Linked DNA regions of Zea mays: all the other regions are linked to region 1. Evidence: chromatin contacts called from public Hi-C data. All regions are on one chromosome and are shown on one strand. The core of a region is the stretch at or near the end of the contact, and the rest is flanking DNA. Distances in the headings are between cores, read along the strand shown.

Region 1 (4,227 bases), core at 1,221-3,720:
TGCCGGCCGTCCCGTGCAGCCGTGCAGGGAGCATCGTTACGGCTTTTGCTGTTGTTAGTACGAGTGAAGTACACTGGTTCTGGTCTCGATCTACCGCTCGATCTTCAGGTGGTGCGCCCAGATGCCGATTTGATCGCTGCTACTACCCCGGCCGATGGCCACGATCCATTGCCCCGTCTCTCTCATGCACAATGTTCTCGTGGTGAGCGGGTCCGGGTCTGTGCGCTAGTCTAGTCGCCTGCACCAGGTTGATGAGAGAACATGCATGCTCGACGAGACCGCCAATAGCACCGTCTACCAGGGGCGGCCCCTCATGTCAGGGTCTGTCCGAGGGACTGCTATTAGCAGCGAGCAAAAGAATCTTTTTCTTTCGGCCAATCCCAATCCCATCCGCAGAACCGTTCTGCCTGACCGCGCACACGGTGTCACTCAAAAGCGCGGTCCGGGTTCATTTACGCTTATCTGACCGCGACGTGTCAGTCCCTCCCTCCCTCCCCCCGTGTGCATTGCTTGCTTGCTGCTCGCCCTTTCCTACACCTCGTTGCCGATGGCAGCCCTAGCGCCCATGCCTTTCGAGTCTTTTTAAGCAATCTTTCTTTCTCCTCGCCGCTTTTGGCGCTTCTGTCTGCGGGTGAGGGAAAGAGGGAGAGGGGGCCGGCGCTTCCTTCGTTCAAAGCCGAAAGCTACTGCACAAGGTTGCGGTGGAAATGAAAAGTCAATCTCGCCTCCGTCCACCCCTGCTGGCATCGGATTTTTGGATGCAACTTCTCTGCAAGCAAAGCAATGGCGATGGACGACGCAGTGGCGGTGTATCCTCTCTCTCTCTCTCTCTCTAAAAAGCGCCGACCGGGAGCGTCCACGCCCTTCGCTCCTCACATACGAGGACAATGATTTTGGTTAAAGCAACGTTACTTACTAGTATGTGGGTGATGCTACCGCACTATTCTCTCCGTCCAAAACACAAGATTACAATCCCTATCATATTACTCGCTCCTTTCGTCCACAATCTAGTATTACGGTCTCTGTGTGTGTGTGTATTTTGAACTGAGGGAGCAGTGGCTCGCAAGATCGACTGGAATCTCGCCGAGTACAGACAAACAACCAACGTGCTCGCTCGCAGTCGCAGTTACTAGAATCGCAACCCCCCAAGCCCCTGCAACTGCAACACAGCGATATGATATGCATGGCCTCTGCAACTGCATGCGTCCGTCACTGTGGCAAAGCATCGCGAGCGTAGAGCTATAGCGAGCAGGCATGGAACAGTAGGCGCACCATCACGCAGCAGGCAGCAGCAGAGCAGTGGCCTGGCCAAGATAGATGCTGGCAGGCATCGCTGCCGCTGCTGCAACAACAAGGCGATGATGATGAGTTATGATAAGACGCGGCTCCCGACCTGACCATAGATGCGGCGCCTTCAATGGCGTGACGCCAGCCGTGCCGGGGGCCGCAAGGTGGCGCGCTGGTCGGAGGGAGTTTCTAGGTTATGGCTTATGAGCCGTGACTAGGTTCTGCGAGCGGCCCACAAGCCTGCCTTGGGCCAACACTCACCTACGGCACTGCCTCTGTGTTCTTAGGCTGTGAGCTATGAATAAGTTCGGCTTGCGGCCCACTATCCGCCTTGGCCCAACTCTCCAGTAGGAAACTAGGCTGGGCTTCACTATTATTTCTTTCCTGTGCCAGGAAAACCAACAAAAAAATATTTTAAAAACCCAAGAAACGTAAGGACTGATTTGGTGATCAGGGATTCTGAGGGGATCCATGGGGAGGAATTCTTTTGTTATTTAAAATTGAATTGTAAGGGGATTTCTTCCCATAGATTCTCTTGAGATCCCTGATCACCAAATCAGTGCTAACTGTTCGTATCCTACTGGCGTCCGATTTTTTTATTTTGATCCTTTTTTTTGAAGAAATTTCATGTTAAATTTCATTTTTTAACCATTTGTTCGGTGCTATAGACTATGGTGTCTGCTTAGCGCCGCATCCTATAGCGCTCGTTCTTTTCCTTCCGCCGCCGCTCTCTTCCCTCCGATGCCAGCATCTCGACATGCGCCGCCGCCTCCTCCTCGCCATTGTGGCTTCTGCCCTCGGCCGAGCCGTCCCCTCTGCCACTGCCTGCTCATTCATCCGCCCCGTCGCTCACATATATGAATGACATAACGAACCGAGTTCGTTCCTCCGGTCACGCATATATATATAAAAAGGGTTATGTTTGTTTGTTGTCAGCTAACCCAATATCCCTTTTGCATAAATAAAGGCACAAAATCTCTTGGAATTAATTAATTCGTTCACTTGTCGCATATGCCACAATAACGAAGATGGCCTACAGCGTACACAACATATATAGTTAGTAGCCCAAAAATACTCCATAGGCGATGTGAGGCCAAGGCCATTCATCCCTCTCCTATTTTGAAGGCGGCCCTCCCGTACGTAAGCGCACACGGACACGGCCTCTGGCTCTGGCTCTGGCTCTGCACACCGCCGGCGCCCGCCCGCTATTTGTGTCCACGGCGACGATCTGCAGCGGCGATGGCTCGGCGACGGGACGACGTAGCGCTGGCCGCCATCACCTTTGCGATCGTCGCCTTGTGCGCGCGGTATGCGTCGGCAGTGGGCAGTAAGTCCTGGAGCACCAAATTGTCCATTAAATTGTCCTGAAACTCAAATCGATGTCTCTCTATCTCTGTCCCGTTTCATCTTGGCCATCATAAGATAAATCTGACCATATGCTAGCTCTCGGTTACGTTTGATTATCGTGCAGCCACACCCCAGTCATCCTTCAGCTACAGGGAGGGTGACCCGACCGGGCCTACAAAATGGGCCACATTGCAGAAGGACTGGGATGTCTGTGACAGCGGCACCGAGCAGTCCCCGATCGACGTCGCCAAGGTGGAGGTCTCTGAGGATTTAGACCCGCTGCAGCAGACCTACGAGCCTGGCGACGCCGTCATGCACAACAGACTCCACGATTTCATGGTCAGATCAGATGAGCCCCCACCCCCCCATATAATCCCGTTGTGAACATTTGTCCAATTTGTTGTCTTCTTGGGTGTAGCTGAACTGGACAGGAGGGAACGGCGGCCTGACAATCGAAGGGAAGAAGTACAAGCTGAAGCAGGTGCACTGGCACGTTCCCTCTGAGCACACCGTCAACGGCACCCGGTGAGGATTGGTTTCACTCACTGCCCCCATTACATTCATCAATCTTTCTCACCTGCTTGTTGGGGTGTGAAGCTTTGACGCGGAGATGCACATGGTCCACGAGGACTCCACCGACGCCAAGTCGAAAGCCGTCGTCGCGGTGCTGTTCAGCGCCAAAGCAGGCAAGTCCAGCAAGCTGCTCCGCGATGTACGTACGTACGTTGCCTGCAAATTAAGAAGATGACGACGATGACCTCGCTATATAGACGCTAGCTGGATGCTACTAATTAACACCACAACGCAGCTCAAGCCCTACTTCGAGAGGCTCGCTGGTAAACAGAACGGCACGGAGGAAGTGAAGGGCCCCGTCGTCGATCCGGCAGCCTGGATAGACAAGGCCTCTGGATACTACGGGTACGAGGGCTCGCTTACAACCCCACCCTGCACTCAAGGAGTGCTTTGGACTATCATGAGCAAGGTAGCAGATGCATCCAAGGAGGAGATCCACTCCATCGAGTCGGTGAAGGAGGTACGTAGCTAGCTAGGTCACCGACAGAACGCTGAGCAAAGCAGAGTGATCCTAAACCCCTTGTCGTCTCTCCTTATTGTTTATTTCTCATTTTACGTACGTCGGTGGAGGCAAATGCACGGCCGGCTCAGAAAATCAACAGCCGCGTTGTTCGCTACTACAAAGCAGCAGGAGCCACAGAAGCGCCGGCGCCGGCGCCGGCGCCAGAAGCAACCTGATCGAGGAGAACGTGAGCCTTGAAGACGTACCACGATGCTTCTTTGTTCGGCTTCCTATATATACTCGAAAGCTCGTGTGCTGAGTATTGACAGTTTCTTTGGTGAAACAGGTTAGAACAGTAGCTCACCCTCCCGAGAGTATGGGTTGAAAATCTTTGGCGAATTGATGTCTCGATGCAAATTAAACAGGCATGCCATCTTTGTGTAAACAGAAGTTTTACACACTAAGTTCCACTCCTATACTACTACCATAATTTTAGTAATGTAAATACTTGAAAGAATTGCTTAAATATAAATGTTTAAAGACATTATGAGGAATTGCCAAGTATCAAAGGCTCGATA
Region 2 (4,227 bases), core at 726-3,225, 200 kb after region 1:
AATCATGTTTCTGGCCTGTTTAGTAAAGATGTGCAGTTTTGAGGAGTTAGTACAAAGGAATGTTATACCAACCATTTAGAAGTGACGAATTAAAAACTTGGTTTCCAAGTTATAGTTCACTTAAGCTTTGTCCTAACTCGTATGTCAAACTTGTTAACTTTGACTGTTTTTAGGGGGGATATATTTTTACATGGATAAGTTCATATAAGTCCGCTATCAATACATGAGTTATGGAGAATTTAATTAAACTAATTTTATATTATAGATGTTTGTGTATATTCTACAAAGCTGGTAAAAGTTAGAGAAGTTTGACTCATGACAAATCTAAAGTGAACTATAATTTGGAACAAAGGGAGAAGTTTGTAGTTTCACATTGCTAATGAATTATGCCATATTATAGGGTTAACATGATTCTGGCACTGGGTAATGACCACAAGTGTGACAAACAAGTCCTATCATATGTAGCGGCAAAATAGACATACCAATCCAAAAATGGCACCTGACGCACCAACAGCAGGTGACGCACTAAAACGGTAGCTCATCAGTGAACCTATTTATGTTCCAAGAATTGATTAATAACAGTGATAACTTAAGATCAGGGCACTACCATCCAATCCAAAAGGTTAAGAACAAACACCTGCCAGCGCCGAACTGAAATAAACAGCTAGATATCTTCTAGGACCACTTAACATTTCAACCATGGGCCCAATAGAGTTCAAAGAGAAACAATTGAACTGCATCATTATGACAACATCCAACAGGTAGGAAGTTAGCTGATATTTTTTCTATGAAATATAAAACCCAATTCAAACATAAAAACATACTGCAAGGTGGGTGAGATTTGCATGAAGTAGAGATGATGTTGCCAAACGCCAAAATTGCCCTCTATCAATCAGACTGTTGATCTTTCATTGCAAATGATGGTCATAACTGTATTAGGTTAACAAAATCAACAGCGCATAACTGAAACAGAAATTCCAACCAAGACACAAACCTTGGCTCCCCACATGAGAAGCTTTCCTTGTGATGCTACCTGAGCGACATAAGCCCTTCGTTGAGAGCAAAAGGAAGGGTGTTAAACAACAAATGTACCAAAGGATTGGAGCTACTATCACATAAACTCAAATTGTCCACCGACTTACAGGACATTAAGAGCAAGAAGGACATTAGTCCAGAGCCTCTTCTTGGAATCGATTCCACGAGGCCGTCTGGACAACAACTTCCCGTTGCTGATGTATCTACCCCCTGACCCGTTCCCACTGAACAGAGCAGAGCTGCAAACATAAGGTGCAGAGAACACAATCCCTATCGCGCCAAGAATGTGGAATGTCGCAAGCGATTCTGATCCTTCAAACCAAAAGCTACCCATTTTCGGCAAGGCATCAAGATGTCGCACCTCCTAGAGTAGAAAGGTTCACTTGACATTAAGTATTTGATCGAGCGCGCGCGCACACACACACACACACAAAAATCGCCATCCAATGAACAAAGAGCGTGAGAGCTCAGTCAACAACAGACTGAGGGTCTGAGGCCTGTTTGGTTGGGAACAGACTAAGTAGACGCTATCATGGTGTGCATCCCAAGTTACAACGAAATGGAAGGCGAGGCGAGGCACGGTACCGGTGAGCGGAGGAGGCCGGCGAAGCGGCGGCGGAGAGCGCGGCCGACTTGCACGCCTGCGAAGGCTGCGACGACGGTCGGCCTCCAATCGCCGCCGTCTCCGCCGCCATCGCCGCCGCGGCCGGAGGAGGAGCCTGGTGGGGGCGGGGGAGGCCACGGGAAGGAGGAGAAGGGGAGCAACAGCCACGAAGCCATGGGCACCACCGCCGCCTGCGTGCGTGCGTGGACCACAGGAAGCGGGGGGACCTTTTGAGCTTTCGTCTCCCTTTGCTTCGGGGAAACGGCATCGGAGGCGCACAGGAGAGCCGTGCGTTGGGCTGTCAACCAGGGCCCACTGGTAGATTATCGGATTTGGCCTCCACCTCCATAGAGTTTAGTGTCTGTTTGCCAGCGGTCTATATATAATATTTTCCTCTACATTCATTGAAAATAACTTTATTTTGTTTAAAAAAAACCAAACATTCTAGATTCGTTAAATTCTAATTTACCAAAACGATAGATTTGAAGGTCAGTTTACTATTTTGGTAAAACTCTTTATTAGAGGATGCAAGACGAACTCAAATTTAGTATGGTTGGAGAGAGAATTGCCACCCGTTCATTCTAAATTATTTTCCGTCGTCCTCTTTTACCCGGCCCTTTTCCTCCCTGGCCTCGCCTCTCTCCGACGCCCGGCCCAGCCATGGCCGACGAGCACGCCGATCCCATCCCTTCGCGCCATCCCGTAGAGCTCGTCGCCCCGAATGGTCCTGTCCTGCCCAACGCTAGTCGTCTGTGGATAGGCTTGACTACACTAGGGCCACATGCCGCCACGAGCCCCGCCGGTCGCGCCAGCCGCCAGGGCCATGGGCCATCGCGCGCGGGGCCTCAAGCCCGGCTGCGCCGTCGCCACGCCTAGCCGAGTAGCCGTGCTCTATGTTTTTTTTTTCTTCGCGTCATCTGAGGAGGCATACATGGACGTGTGACTTCTATCCGGAGGGCTACGTAGTTCTAACTAAAATGTCCGGAGGCATATATAACTAGAGCTAGAATATCAGCTACACAAATTTTGTAGATCTATAGTGGATATCAAATCTATTGCAGATTTATTGAATACGGAGCCTAGGAGCGACAAGCAATTTGAGGCTGTTCCCCACGGCTTCCACAAATTAGGGCCCCTGTCTCTGTTACAAGGTACTGGTAAGTGGTAACCCGTAGCAAACGCAATCCGAGCTCGGTCAGAAACCGTTATGAACTATGAAGGCCGTAACACAATAGCACGTAACATTATGTTCTATTATTTGTTACCGAGTCAAACGAGCATGTATGCTCTAATGCTCAGGCAGTCGAAATTGTACGTAGAAAGGCGAGTTAAAAAACAATAGAGAGAGATCCACAGACGCGAAACAGGACGAATGGAAGCCGACAAAACGTGACAATGTACTTTGTGGGCTTGTACTGCTAGCCGACTAACCTTTCCATGACAGGTGCTCCCAGTCCCAGTCCCAGGCTGGGCAAAATCGTTCTAGACTAGTGCGATCGGCTGTACAGATCCGCGATCGTTCCCTGTCGCGCGTGTGTCCTGGCGACTGGGCGTAGAGATGGGCCGTGGACCGGCGAAGCGCATGCGAAAGGAGGCGGGCCAAGGTCGCGTGTCGTCGTCTTCGTGTCTCGTCGATTCAGCAGGCTCGCGTTCCAGATATGATGATGATGATGACCTTTAGCTGAACAGTCGACGACGGTAAAAAAGCGTTTTGCGGATATATAGAGAGAGAGAGAGAGCTAGCCACAGTTTAACGACTTTGCTGAAAGTTGATCATGCGACTGCGACTGCGACTGCTGAGGTATTTGCATTCATTCGAATTCGAATCAAACACGCGCTCCATGGAAAACCGTCTGCTAACACGCGCGCGCCATGAAAGTTGCGTTGCATCAGCGCCTACGTCCGACGACGCATCGCACTAAAGCGGAGGGAGGGTAAAGGCAACGGAGAGTAAAGGCGGGCCTCCGCTCTCTCTGAAAGGCCGTGCAGCTGCCGGCGTCGGCGTGCCTTTTCCCGGCGGCTTCCCGGCTCCTCGCCCGCTCGGCGTACTATAATACCTCCTGCGCTTGGGAGGGAGGGGAAGACTTGCGAATTTGCGATCATTCTGCCCAGGAACGAGGCGGCGGCAGACGTTTCCCCCACCACCTACTACCAATAATTCATCGGGTATTCCCGGAATCGATCACTGCCACTCAGCCAGTGAGTCATCAGTCTGCCAGATTGGATAGCTTTCGTTTCGCCCACAGCCTACGGCGGCCTGACCTGTGCAGTGCAGACGATAGTGTTTCTCTTGCATCCCCCGCACCTCCCTGTTGGTTCGTTCTTGTTGGAATGACAACCGCCAAGGAGCTTCAGGACGAAGGCTACTGGCAGCTGAAGAAGAAAAATAATCCATAGAGTTACAACAGTTACGACTAAGGGAGTGAAAGCCTGAATGGGGATAGACGCAAAAGAAAATCTTCTTTTTTATGAGGTCCAAGTCCAACCTGATGTCACATTTTTCTAACATGGATGGGCTCCATCCAAACTCTCGATCGATTCGTCTACCTCTGTCTCCCGTTCCTACTTTTCCTGTACTTTTTTTATAT
Region 3 (4,227 bases), core at 501-3,000, 150 kb after region 1:
TGGGGCGCCTCAATCACCACTACCTATGCGTAGAAGCCAAAGCGCGGGTAGTGGCCACATCACATCCTCCATGATTCCACTAACCAGCAGCGAGTAAGAAAAAACATATCAAAAACCTAAAACTAAGGCTATTTTTAATAATTTTACAAGCAACAATTTAAAAAGTATTGATAAAGCAAAGTATAATTAAAATTTGCAGAATAAAAAAGTTTTATGAGTAGAATATTTCTAACATACAAGAGCCATAAAATAGTGAGATAAACGATTGGCCTAACCAAACTAGGATAAAAAGCCAGATATTTAACGCTAGAAAAAACCCTATCATCATTTTCACATGTATAAGTTTTTTTCAGTCAGAATTGGGAAATTGGAAAGTTGGTAACAAATTACAGTTAGTAAATTTCGGTATTTCAAAAACAAAAAAATCTGGAAAAAATATCTCAAAATCGATTTGGAAATGTTAACTTAAATCAGAAAGCACACAATAAATAAGTCAGAACCACATAACTGTTCACATCCATATGCAAATATTAACCATACAAATACACAATATATAGTCTCGATGACACATAATTGATCATATATGTCCGCTCATAACTTTTAACCATACAATACATAAATTTTAAACACACGATACATGGGCTATAGACCCTCGGTCATGAGGTCTAAATCACCTGATATATCTTATATGATATCTAAAAAAGATAAATATCACATATAAATTCTCCTAGTTCACATAAAGAGATGGAACAAACGTGGACGCTGAAATGAAATTATATTATCGGATTTTCTCGGTAAATCCGAAAACGAATAGTAGAGATGTCGACACAATTTGTTGTTCCGTTTTCGAAACATCTCATCACAATTTCATACCATTTTTCGTATATCTTGATAAATCCAGAAATAATAAATTTTGGTAAAGGGATCCGTGAAAATACCAGTTTTTTCCAACCGTTCTCACCTCTATAAGATTCAGGGCATAGCTAATGGGTGGTCTAGATAGGCCGTGACATACACCAGTCCACCCGATCACTAGTCCACCGATATCTAGAAAAAACCCTAACACCATCAGTGTATTTTGTGTTTGGTGTTTAGACAATTTTATATTATATTTGGCCTTAAAAGTTAAATCTATAGTTTCATATACTATAGTTATCTTTATATTCTGAATTATATACCATATAATTTGTGGATTATATTAAATTATTTATAAAAGTTTTATTATAGCAAACTTAATGGAAAAATTCTAGCTAAGTCACTGACGAGCCTTACACGATCCCTTCCAGTTGACAAGTGACTATTATTTTAATGGAAACGAAAAGAAATTGGCAGGCACCCTGGCGAGCCACCTGTCCGCACATGCGCGGCGCGTTGGCGAGGAGCGGTGGGATTTTCGCTCGTGGTTAAAGTTGGAACGTGCAATTTGGAAAGAAGAAAATTGCGACGCCTGAACGAGCACGAATATTTCGTTTCTGAAATGCCGTCTGGATTATGCACTAAGCAAGCGAAAAGACACCAAAGTGCGAAATGCACAATTCTCCGTATATTTTGCCAGAGACTGACAGCGAGAGCACATGTCGGTCGAGTAGCGTCGCCGGAGAAAAAAAAGCACTAGTAAACCAAATGTCCAAAACACGAGGAGCGTCCATCTTCTCCAACTCAACTGACAGTTGTTGGTCACTCGCACCAGCCGCCCAGCCGGAACCGGAAGCGGAAACTGAAGCGAGGGACCCGGGCACCGGCGCCGGCACGATTCACTAGATCGTAGGCGCAGGCGCGGGTCCGTCTGTGACGGACACGGCGGTGGTGGCGAGGAGGAGGAGGACTTGAGGAGCGTTGGGGTGAGCGAGCAAACCAGATGCGCTCGGAATGGGGAAGCCCTTCGATGTGGAGCTCGGCGGCGGCGCGGGAGGCCTCGAGATCGCCGGAGCCGGAGGCGGTGGCCCATGGGGAGGGCGAGTCTTCGGCGCGATCGGGCGGGCGGTTTCGTTCCGGTGCGTCTTCGTGCTCCTGCTCGCGGCAGGGGTGCTCATACCGGTGCTGTTCCTGCTCGTGCCCTCGCGCCAGCAGGGGTACCTCTCAGACGACCACGACGTGCTCGCTGGTAATTTCTCGGACTCTTGTGACTTGTGTTGCGGTAGCCGTTAGTGCGAGGGTTTGGGGATTCGCGGGTTTAGTCGGGGCAGCTCTTAAATTGCGAGTTCGGTTTTAGGTCTAGTGGGGAGGCGGGTGGATGGGATATATCGACAAATTACCGCTGCCAGATCGCGGCATGGGTGCTGGGTTCTTCGATTCCACCTCCGTTGAGCTAAGGTTCGCGCGATTTCCTAGTCAATTTCGTCGTTTCATGCTACGGGTGCGATTGTCAGGGAGTGTGCTTTAGTGTTGCTCCATCCATTCCAAATTGTAAATCATTTTTGGCTTTTTTGATATACATCTAGAAATACATTATGTCTAGATACGTACTAAAAACTATGAATCTAGAAAAGCTAAAACTGACTTACAATTTAGAATGGATGGGTGCTCATCTATGTTGTAGTTTTAAAGTTCTGAATCATGCTGAGACATGGGATCACCTGCTTACCTTTACTTGCATGTTTTGATTCAAAATTGATGTGGGCACTTGGAAATGGCATCGAACTACCTTTTTGGGTAGAAGATGGCTTTTAGAATCCGTAGATCTCAAAATTCCAGAAATTCTCTCTCACCGATGTCTCTGAAGATGTTACACCTGGATGGATGGCTGGATCAACTTAGGAGGTGTTTGTTTGGGATTATAATCTGCCCAGATTATATAATCCAACAAATTTGGGTGTTTGTTTGGGATTATAATCTGCCCAGATTATATAATCCAACAAATTTGTTTGTTGGATTATATAATCTGGGCAGATTATAATCCCAAACAAACACCCCCCTAAGTACATATGATGACCTTCTTTCTGTCTATGCTTGTAGCATGTAACCTATGTGTTTTCATCTGATTTCTGGTGCTGCAGCGTATAGATTTTGACTGTAGTGTTTGTCACCCTAAAAAAGGTCAACTTGCTAGCTCATATGAACTTAAGAAAAAAAAAGATAGAAATTGAGTAGCCTAAAGCTAGTATCAATGAGAAATTTCATGACATAATTTCTAAGGTTGCCATGCCATATAGAATGAAATAAAATCTGGATGAAACTCAAACTCTCACTCTCAATGGAAAATTTCATTCTATGATTTCATAAACATTTAATTTTCATGGCTCATAGAGATTTGGTAATCGAGAGTTTCCTTCTCTCCTTAAAAACATCGACATGTCATAAAAACCACTTATGTGGCAGCTTATTAAATGTAGATGAAACTCACATAAAATTCTTATTGAGACTGGCCTAACATGCTGGCATAGAAAAATGTGTAAGCATAAAGACACGAGTCATAGGAAAGGGTGTGAGCTTAGCTGTTCATGAAGAGATAGCTTATCATTCTTTCTTCTTATTGAATAAAACATCATATGAGCTAGCTTCTTTAACACTATTGGAGCTGCTCTTATATGTGTGAATTTTTGGTACTCCCTCTATGTGTTTTCAGATCCAGATCGCCTGATCGGTTGATCGTTCTGACTGGGCAATCACCCGATTAGTCGTGATTAGGCGACGATCAGGACGATTAGTCACCCCTGATCGACCCTAATCGTCCACCTAGTCGTCCTGCATATTTCCAGGACATATATGTATATATACATATATAACACTATATATAGATATATACTTAGAATAGAGATTATAATATAATTAGCAGGGCAGCAAGCCTGAAATGATCACCATTCACCAACAACATGAGCTCTGAAGTCAAGACAGTAGCTCTGAACTGAAGTCTGAATTCTGAACCGAACAACAACATGATCAAGATTCAAGAGTCAAGACAGGAGCTCTGTAGACTAAATCACTGAACTCTGAACCGAACAACAATGAGAAAAGATTGAGATAGGTACCTTCAGAAGAGGTGCTAATCTCCAGTCCCTGGGTAGCCGCCTGTGAGATAGGAGTGCCCAAGCCTCCAAGGGGGGGGGGGGGGGGGAGAGAGAGAGAGAGAGAGAAGGGTGTCGGAGGGAGAGAGAAGGGTGAAGAAGGGAGAGAAGGGAGCTGCCGGTCCTGGGAAGCAGAAATGTCATCCAGGGTCCAGGTCTCCAGGGAAATGGAAGAGTTAGGGCGGCTAGCCGGCTATATTAATTATGGGTCCAACACGCCTGT

What was found. Hi-C and Micro-C count contacts between places; a contact is called where the count stands out from the background.
Region 2: a Hi-C map of endosperm shows a contact between it and region 1, with 3 times the contacts expected there. The contact joins the promoter of LOC100191736 here to the promoter of LOC100193864 in region 1. A contact is called at or near these places in 4 of 25 Hi-C or Micro-C datasets (ear, endosperm, leaf and 1 more).
Region 3: a Hi-C map of ear shows a contact between it and region 1, with 9 times the contacts expected there. The contact joins the promoter of LOC100191957 here to the promoter of LOC100193864 in region 1. A contact is called at or near these places in 8 of 25 Hi-C or Micro-C datasets (ear, endosperm, leaf and 2 more) and 1 of 3 datasets of contacts at active chromatin or transcription factors (leaf).

The regions. Positions count from the first base shown.
Region 1 is chr2:190,142,621-190,146,847 of Zm-B73-REFERENCE-NAM-5.0, forward strand. It overlaps LOC100193864 (Alpha carbonic anhydrase 4), which reads left to right and starts at 2,471. Exons shown (of 6, transcript NM_001138944.1): 1 at 2,471-2,614; 2 at 2,759-2,973; 3 at 3,053-3,159; 4 at 3,232-3,346; 5 at 3,443-3,667; 6 at 3,778-4,190. The coding sequence starts at 2,527. The coding sequence ends at 3,885.
Region 2 is chr2:190,341,903-190,346,129 of Zm-B73-REFERENCE-NAM-5.0, forward strand. It overlaps LOC100191736, which reads right to left and starts at 1,976. Exons shown (of 9, transcript NM_001155169.2): 1 at 1,621-1,976; 2 at 1,143-1,399; 3 at 995-1,049; 4 at 825-905; 5 at 638-734; 6 at 483-550. The coding sequence starts at 1,815. It overlaps LOC111590834 (a long non-coding RNA gene), which reads right to left. Exons shown (of 4, transcript XR_002749972.1): 3 at 4,126-4,215; 4 at 3,194-4,012.
Region 3 is chr2:190,293,191-190,297,417 of Zm-B73-REFERENCE-NAM-5.0, forward strand. It overlaps LOC100191957, which reads left to right and starts at 1,751. Exons shown (of 5, transcript NM_001137381.1): 1 at 1,751-2,104. The coding sequence starts at 1,870.